Regions from separate parts of the Mus musculus genome. Here region 1 is linked to region 2. The links are chromatin contacts, called in public promoter capture Hi-C maps. All regions are on one chromosome and are shown on one strand. Each heading gives the region's core, a stretch centred on a gene start, on an enhancer-like site or on the middle of the called end of the contact. The rest is flanking DNA. Distances are from core to core; before and after follow the strand shown. Region 1 has its middle 15 kb from the start of Tlnrd1. Region 2 holds the start of Tmc3 (transmembrane channel-like gene family 3).

Region 1 (4,702 bases), core at 630-3,129, 280 kb after region 2:
CTGCAGCCCAGGGACCTAGCTGATGGGTCCTGTTGAACGAGGGAGGGTCAATGAACTTCAATGTAACCAGCAAACTGACTTACAGAGACAGTGTTTGTCCTCAGACAGACATCTCAGACAAGGTAGGGCCACATTATTTGTGCCTCTACTTGCACTGTGCTAACCATCTTCTCTCAGATCCTAAACCCAAGCAACGTACTTCATCAAGCCACCTTCTAAATTAATTTACAAAAGGAAATTCTTAAAGAAAACATGTAAATAAGCCTTTTTAAACATAATTTTATTATCCGTTTGTGTAGGGATACGGGTACGTGTGTATGTTCGTGTATGTGTGAAGAGACTTGTATATTTGCATACACGTGAAGGTCATGGGTCACCCACCAGTGTCATTCTTCTGTCCACCTCAGTTTTTGAGACAAGGGCTTTTATTGCAACCTGGAATTCACCAACTGGGCTAGGCTTACTAGCCAACAACCCCAAAGTTGCTTCCTATTTCTTCTTCCCGCCCATGCTGAGATTATGTCTAGCCCTTTTGCATAAGGCCTTCATGACACTTGTCAAACACTTCACTGAGCTATTTCTCCAGCCCCACCCTCTTTTACTTAAATGTTTAAACTTGACTTAATCATTATAATACTGTAAAGTATAACTTTTAAACAGTGCAAATTAGGATGACGAAGAGTCATCTCTAGCCGTTATAAAGACACCCAAGGTAACTCTCAGAAGTATGTGCTCAGATCTGAGTGTGTACTGAAGTTCTCCTAAATACCCCATCCACCCACCCCAAACTTAAATCTAAAGTGTTTTTTGGTTACTTTATTGTGTTCTTATATCTAACACCTTTTCCACTCCAATCCCTTCCAACCCTACAACATTAGGTAGGTGAGAAAGGAGGTCAGAGGGGAAAGGGGGTGTTGATCTCTCTTGTTGATTAAGGGTGTCGAGTTCCTTGCAGCAAGTTTGACCTTCTCGGTCAGGATATCCAATTTCTTCTTCTGTCTTTGCTCTGATCACTTGACAAACTGCAAAAACAGCCACCAGCAGCAACAGGGGGAGCAGCAATCTCAGCAGCCTCTCAGGCTGTGGCACTTTTGTACCCTCTCAAGACCAGAATCCCAAATACAGAGGATCTTCAACTGGCAAAATCACTCCCCTCCCAGAGAGTGAGACAAATCATAGTCTGCTGCTGTGGACTATCCAAGGCAGCCCCATATCCCACACCTAAGACTAAATCAAAAACATATTCATATAACATAACTGGATTCTTAAAGAAACCCAAATTCTCGATACAAAAAACTGTACTATCATCTTTACAACAAACACTCTAACTTCACTTCACCCTGGTTCAACCTAAGATTCTTTTCTTACGCCGTAGCCAAGGCTCCAGCTTTGCTTGAGGGGGGTCCCCTAAGAGAGCCGGCTGCTCCATAAGCTACTGATAGGGTGCTGAGCCTCAGCACTGTCAGCACAATAGCACCAACTCAAACAAACCTAGGGCTCAGGATAGTTTCATGGACCCCTAAGGCTAATGGTTCCCAGACTAGGCTTTCTAAGTAAAGTAATACATTCCTTTCGCTGCTAAATATATCAAAATTAGGTTGCTATTTTTCTAATGGAAGAGAGATTTTACAAATGACAACTACTGCTACTATTTCCATAAGATAACCTCTCGTGAAAGATGGGGGTAGGGTATACTCTTAGAATAAGAATTCTATGAAGGTACTTGAGTACATTATAAGTAGCTGCTGACATTTCACAATGTTCTTTTCCATTCTGCCCAGACATGAGATCTTTGTCATGGATATGCTCTGATCGTCAGCCAACATCTTGGAACCACTGTTCTGGGTGACAATTAAGGCCAACTCCCTATTCCCCAGAACATTATGTAACATCCAAAGGCTTCCAAATTGTACCAGAAGGTAAAGCTTCTAAGCAATGCTGTCACCTAAAGACATGCATGGAGTTGCAGCCTACAAATTCTGTTGCTTCTTTCTGCACGGCAGTACCAGGCAGGCATCACCACTCAGCCAGCTCATCTTTACAGAAGGCATCTATTTCCCAAAGCTTCAGTGTTAAGGAAAATAACGAAGCTAGGGCCCACGGTTGTCAATATCCACTCACAGCATCAGAAGCTATATGCTCAGCTGACACTGTCCCCAGCTGTTGGAATAAAGCTATCCCTCTGTCCCCAACACCACACACACACACAAACACACAGAGTCTGCTACAACTCCCTCACCATCTCGGAGCCCAGATTGTTGTAGTGACCTATAGAATGCCTGGCCCAGTTGCCGTGACAACAGAACACAGTGGGATTCTAGGTCTATAGCAAATGTATAGGACTGTTACTATTCCCTGGAGGGGCAAAGGGAGATCATAGAACTGAGATAGTAGTCACCTCTCTTTCTGTCCCTCCCAGTTGCACATGATCTTGGGAAGTTCTCAGTATTTAAGAAATGCAAGGTTAACTGAAGGTAGGATTTCATGATGCAGTTTTATATGAGATCATCATTGCTAAGGTGGGGCTTTGCAGTGATGCCACTATTCTGGTGTCACCCACACTTTATAAACTAACCATCATGCTCCTGTAAGTAAGATCATTGGTTTGTCAATAAATGAGATTATTGGTAATCTAGGCTTGGCTAGAATTGTTCCTTTGATCTGACATCAAATTCTCTATCTGGGGTGAACAGACAATCTGTTCATGTGTCCCCAGGAAAAATCAATCACACAACACCAACATGACCCTCTTTTCCCTCTAAAGGTGCATAAACTTCTCTCCCTGAGAATAAGTCACCAACAAAAATCACAATAATGTGTCAATTTCAAGTAGTGGGTGTATAGATTATCTGGGAAACTAATGTGACATCTTCCTTCCAGTGGGGGTTGGGAGGATGGGCAGCGGCAGAGAAAGACTCAAAACTGATATTCATAGAGATAGTAAAGATAAAGACCAAGACCAAGGGGTGATTCAAAGGACTCTGGACAGAGATTTCTGTCACAGTCTATGTAGCTCCTCCAAAACAACAACAACAATAATAATAACAACAACAACAACAAAACAACAACAACAACAACAAAACAGATTTGCCAGGCACAGTAGTGCAAGTCTTTAATAGCATTTGAGAGGCAAAGACAGGTGATCTCTGATGTCAAGGCCAGCTGGGTGCCCACAGCAAGTTCCAGGACATCCAAGGGTACATAGAGAGACCCTGCCTCAAACAAAACAAAACAAAACAAAACAAACAAAAATGCCACAGACATTCCTGAGCCTTGCAGGACTTGAGATGATTGTAGCCAGTACTGGAAAGCAGGTTATAGCAGAAGCTTTGATTCTAGTAAGGAATGGTGCATTTGCATCACTGATGCTCAGCCTCAAGGAAGTTTCCAGAAACTGTCAGCCTAAATGTATATTCAGGCTGCTGGGGGAAGGGGCCCTGAATATCTAGATATCCAGACAGCCCTGTGACAAGAGTGAGGCATGGAGATATGTTTGGGCTTCCCTCAGGGCAGGTGATCAGCTAAGTGGCCTGGCCTTTGGATGCTGTGCACGAATATCCAGAGCCTAGGACACTGATGCATGACTTTCCCTGCGGACTCTATTTCTATTCACTCCAGATAGGGAGGGCCAGGGCACATCAAACAAATCTAAATCCAGCCTAGTGAGCCCATGAGTTTAATTGGGATTGTTTAAGGACAGCTACACCACCAAAGAATTCCCCCCCCACCCCAACCCCCTTCCCTGCCCGCTAACAATTGTTAACTGTTTTTATATCCTTGGGATGGCTGGGACTGAGGAGACATGGTCTCTCCTTTCCTGGAATGTTAGTGAGCCCAGTGAGGGTGGTCTCACGTGGCAACCAGGGCTCAGACAACAGATCATTCCAGCACAGTGGCCCCTGCAGAAGAGACACTCTTAAAAAAAGGGACAGTGTTCCCTTTTTGGACAGTCAATTAACATGCGCATTTCCTGGCTTCCCTTCACTGTTTCTATAAAATTCTATCACTATGGAGAAAAGCCAGAGAACTCTGGAATCTCTCTTTTTATACTTTGGGCAAACTGTAAATAAACAAAAGCTCCATATCAAATACCTCCTAACTTCTTTTAAAGAGTGATGAGTTTCTGAATCTAAGTCACTTCAAAGACCAAGATAAAACATACCAGTGGGTTGCAGGTGTTTGTTGCCAAGCCTGAGTTGACTGGAGTCGAATCTCCATGATCCACGTGGTGGCAGGAGAGACTCCCAAAGGTATTTTCTAAACTTTACATGTGTATCATTGTACTCTCACAGACACTACACACACACACTCACACACACACACGTGTTCACAAAATACACAAAGAAATAAAATTTCTGTTTTGTTTTTGTTGTTGTTTCAAAAGAGGGTTTCTCTATGTAGCCCTGGCTGACCTGGAACTTACTCTGTAGGCCAGGTTAGCCTCTAACTCTGAGATCTGCCTGCCTCTCTCTACCTCCTAAGTACTGGGATTAAAGGTGTGTGCCTATCTATCTATCTATCTATCTATCTATCTATCTATCTATCTATCTATCTATGTGTGTGTACATATACATATACATCATATATATATACATCTTTCCATCCTATGCATTGTAACCCCAATGATGGGGGAATAAGATTCTAAATTATGGCTTTGATCCCTGTTTTTTCTGATCTTAACAACAGGCTCCCTTTGGGGCTC
Region 2 (4,676 bases), core at 555-3,054:
GAAGTCTGGGGACTTCAAACCATAGAAACCACAAAGAGCACCCTACAAATGACATTATGTGAAATACTTTTATTTAAATTTATTGCACACTTCAAAATAGCCAGAAATTGGGATTTTCTAATGTTCCTAACACAAGGAAATGCTAAATACTTCAGACCACAGGTTTGCTCATTAGTCTAATTTGGCTCTGTTTACACTTTATTGTATATCACCATAATACACAATACCTTTAAATATGTACAATCTTGTGTCAATTAAAAATAATTTAAAGTTAACATTATTTTAAAATTCATTTTCTCAATAGCCACAGTAACATATTAAAACAAATGTAAGGAGAGAATTAAGAGTTCTCTTTTGCCTCTCACCAGTTTTTACTTGTGGCCAATAGAAGGAGTTATTGCTATAATAAATTAAAAGAAAAATAAATGAAAAATAAATGAACAAATGAATGAGACCCTCTCCCATTCCCACACTTTGTGGTTGTCTGTGCCTTCCTTCTGCTCTGTTGTCTGGGGCACTGCCCTGACCTCTGCTCATGTAGAGTTCTTAATGTGGGCAAGACAGAGTGTTCAGCAGAGCTGAGCCATGCTTTCTAGCACTGCATTAGCCTGCTCAGCTACACACAAGTGTGTTAACTCCCTGCAAGCAGCCAGGGCTCTGGGTGTTCACTAGCAAACAGGTTTGTAATTCCCAAGTGCACCAAAGGCCTTGGCCGGGGATAAGATGTTTGGCTAAAAAGCCAGTGTACAGCTAACAAAGGAAACATGCAGGCGATAAGGGAATGGGCCCCATTTGGCCTTTGTATGGGCAAGATGCCACATTTTCTAAAGCTATACATTTTTTGACCTCCAACATACATGGATTTCCAGAGTCTTGTTTTCTAAGCATTTCTGAGAGAGAGAGAGAGAGAGAGAGAGAGAGAGAGAGAGAGAGAGAGAGAGAGAGAGAGAGAGAGAGAGAGAAACGAGAACCATGTATAGAGGATAGAAGAGGTTCCCTGGAGCTTGAGTTAGAGGTGGTTAGTGGGCTGAACTTAGGTCCTCTGCAAGAGTAGCAAATTCTTTTAATTTATGGGACATTTCTCCAGCCCTGAGATGAAAATAAAATAATATGAAATAAATAAAAATCTTAATTTTTCTCAAACTCAGCTTTATGGGTCATTATGCATACTGATATGTCCATACTTAATACATGTAAGACTAGAACTAAAGTAATCCCGTTTTTTGTTACTAGAACATGGAAGTCTTGAAGGTTGAAACATCATTATTTCTAGAGTTTACTGGTTTCTAAGCATTTGTTAGGTAGCAGGTAGGTAGGTAGCAGGGAAAACATGGGTGGTACTGAGACAACTGTGGCAACATGTAAATGGTTAATGCTTGAAAGTAGCCAGAGGTTCATGGTACTGTGATGTCAACATTTCTGTAAGCTTGACATCTTTCAAAGTACAAAATCAAAAAGATGTAGAGGGAGAAAAGAATAGAGTGCTATTGTCTGTGCCTGGATAGGCAGTGCACTTGCTGTCTCTAAGTCTCTTCTGGAGAGACCCACCACACCCTGCCTCCTATGCTCCTAAAGTGTTTAGCAACTGCCAGCTGTAGTCAGATGTAGAGGAGTTTGCAAGTCTTTGAGCCCTGTCTGGGCACAAGAGATTACTGATGGACTTTAGGAAGAACCAAGACAGCCCTAGGCTACTGGGCCACGCCTCCAACTGTCCCGATCTTAGCCAATCAATGTGAACACACCCACCTCACTGTTACATATGTATGACCCTGGCTGCCCTCCTGGTTTTTCTGCCCTGAGCACCAGATGCAGGCAGACATTTGCTCCTGTTTCTGAAGGAGGAGAGCAGGTCAACTCTGCAGGCCTCTTTCAGACAGCTCATTTGGAACAGAACCCTGCCTGCAAAATCAAGGCTTTCCAATTCCCTGGCTATCCCTAGGGACCATTGGCTACAGACCAGGCCTCATGAAAACCTCAAAGGCATCCCAGCGCTACAGAAGCATTCGGAGAAACGCCAGCCAGTGTTATCTCTACCAGGACTCCCTGCTTCTTGGGTGAGTGCCTTGCTGGGTTCTCCAGTGCAGAAACTTACTTCTCTGGGGTCATGAGGAACTGGGGTGGCGACCACAGCAATGCTCAGAGAGGAAGACAGTTGCAAGCTCCCAGCTCCAAAGCCTGTATCCTGCACTTATTTTGTTGCCTGCCAATTCCACACATGGGCTTCATCTGCTTCTCCCTGCTTCCTCAATTGCTAGCGTCGGAAGAGAGCAGACAAGCCATCTGCTGCCTCTGATAAATCAGGTGTCTGCTGGAAAACGCTTCTGAGCACGGGGATGTGGGCGGGGATGAGAACTGAACGTCTTAGGTGTGTTTCGGGAAGATTTTCTGTTAAATACTGAAACCTCCTCTAACTCTAGAGAAATTTTCCTTTGAGGAAATAAAAGACTTCCTGATCAAAATGAGAGGAAATGTGTTCTTTTGCAAAAGCCATAGGTTACTCATCTCCTTAAAAAAATATTGAGTTACATATTTAGAATTACTATGGAAGAAAGTCCCTGTTAAATGTTGAAAAATTGTTCTACACAGTAGCTATGCCCTAAGGAGTTTGCCCAATGCAGTCATTTAACGCATTTTGTTGTTGTTGTTGTTGTTGTTGTTGTTTGTAAAAACCACTGCCTGCCTCACCTCTTATCTTGTGTTTAAAATGAACACAACAGAGAGGCATCTCCAGGCAACACAGGCCACATGTTTGTTTCTTTTACCTTTAGAGTGGGAGAAAGAGGAATTGTGTCTCCAAGCTTTGCTCCTCACCTCAGTGAGCCTATAGATGACATTGTGTCCCTTCTCAAAACTACTGTTCCTCAAAAATGGAATCAAATGTGGGAATTCCTCTTCTCCTCTCTCCTTTGCTGTCGTTTGCCATGAGAACTTATTCCTTTTCACTGACCACTGAAGTAATAGAATCTACAAATGAGTTTCTAAGGACTGCTGACATTACCAAATTCTGTCAGTCTATGGACACAAACACACACACACACACACACACACACTACAGATGACCCTGGGACAGTGAGATGCAGAAGTTACACAAGAAAGATGCCCTTTGCTGAAAGCAATTCTGTAATCAGATTTCCTCCATGATTCCCCTTTTCCACCCAGTAACTCCGATGACAGCTTTAATGCTGATGAAACGGGAGACAGCAGTGATCCGGAACAAATCTTCCAGAATATACAGTTTCAGAAAGATCTCATGGCAAATATCCGCTGCAGACCCTGGACCATGGGGCAGAAACTGCGGGCACTGAGGTAAGGAAGGGCCTACACAGCATTCACTAATAAGAGTTTTGATTCAAGAACTGTGACCATCCTGCATCTCACTCAGAGAAGTTCCAAAGATGCTTGATGGGACCATCTAGACATAGCTGTTATAGTGCCTGTGAATATGTGCGCGCGTGTGTGTGTGTGTGTGTGTGTGTGTGTGTGTGTGTGTGTGTATGTGGTTTGTGTGTGAGGGTGTGTGAGTGTGGGTATTGTGTGAGTGTGTGAGAGTGTGCTGTGTGCATGAGAGTATTGTGTGTGGTATGTGTGTATGTGTGTGTATGTGTATATGTGTGATGTTAGGTGTGTGTATGTGTGTGTGATGTGTGTGCATATACTTATGTGTGTGGTGTGTACATATGCTTGTCTGTGTGTGTGTGTTTGTGTGATGTTATGTGTGTGTATGTGTGTGTGATGTGTGTATACACTTATGTGTGTGGTATGTGCATATGTTTCTCTCTCTCTCTCTCTCTCTCTCTCTCTCTCTCTCTCTCTGTGTGTGTGTGTGTGTGTGTGTGTAGTGTAGTGTATTATATTGTTTCCGTAGAGTTTAGAGTTGCCCATATTTTTTCCAAACACTGGATTTTCACATTGTCTCCAAACTCACAGGAGACAGGGTGAGAGCCAGAATCAAAGAGACTTCTACTTCACGTCCTTGCTTTTATCTCCCTAGGGAAGGAAATCTCTTCAGGAAGCCAGGTTATTAGGATATTTGAGTCTATTAGAGAGTCTGTCTCAGTCATAGTTAAGTGCTTATACTTTGAAGGCAGATTCCCTGAACTCAAATACTACCTCCTCAGATCTCTAGCTGTTTGATATTGGGCAAGTTCCCTAACCTCTCTAGATGTAGGTCCTCTGGTTAAAGCTGAAGCAATGATAAACAACAGTGTTGCCCAAAATGTCAACAGCTCAGCTAAATATGCCTTCAAAAACACTGTCTGTGCAGTCCCGCAGACCCAATGGGAGATGAACCCAGCCTCCCCAGCCCTCTCCCACCTCTCATCTCTGTGATACTGGGGTTAGAATCCAAGGCTTCCCACACAGTAGTCCACACTCGACCACTGGATTATATTCCTGGCCCCTAGCATTTTAAATATTCAATTCAGCTTGATCCTTATGTCCACTCAACCTTGAACTTTGCAAATTTAAGCTTATGGAACAATAAATGTGCTAAGTACTGTGGGTGCTAGCTTTGTGTTCAATATGTGATATTCACACCTAAGAACAGGGATGACTGCCACTGACCCCATAAGGGGTGTTGGTGGCATGGTCTTCATAACCCAGGTAACCCAGCTACAGTGAACCCGGAGTGCACGTTCCTGGGAAAGCAGCCCCCATGTCTGATGTCAGGCACCTAC

Evidence for each region. Promoter capture Hi-C pulls out the DNA fragments that hold promoters and counts their contacts.
Region 1: a promoter capture Hi-C map of hippocampal neurons shows a contact between it and region 2, with 3 times the contacts expected there. The contact joins the enhancer-like site here to the promoter of Tmc3 in region 2. A contact is called at or near these places in 7 of 39 promoter capture datasets (the C10 cell line, hippocampal neurons, liver and 2 more), 1 of 484 Hi-C or Micro-C datasets (trophoblast stem cells), 1 of 115 datasets of contacts at active chromatin or transcription factors (pancreatic cancer cells) and 2 of 9 other capture datasets (adipose tissue and liver).

Annotation. Positions count from the first base shown.
Region 1 is chr7:83,866,507-83,871,208 of GRCm38.p6, forward strand. No RefSeq gene overlaps it. Among named protein-coding and RNA genes, the nearest start is that of Tlnrd1, 15 kb to the right of the region's middle. Within about 2 kb of position 1,880, at least 10 of the 459 cell types and tissues checked have an H3K27ac peak or open chromatin away from gene starts, as enhancers often do. A contact at or near this core is called in hippocampal neurons, where this site is marked.
Region 2 is chr7:83,583,127-83,587,802 of GRCm38.p6, forward strand. Tmc3 (transmembrane channel-like gene family 3) reads left to right here and starts at 1,805. Exons shown (of 23, transcript NM_177695.4): 1 at 1,805-2,054; 2 at 3,160-3,306. The coding sequence starts at 1,966.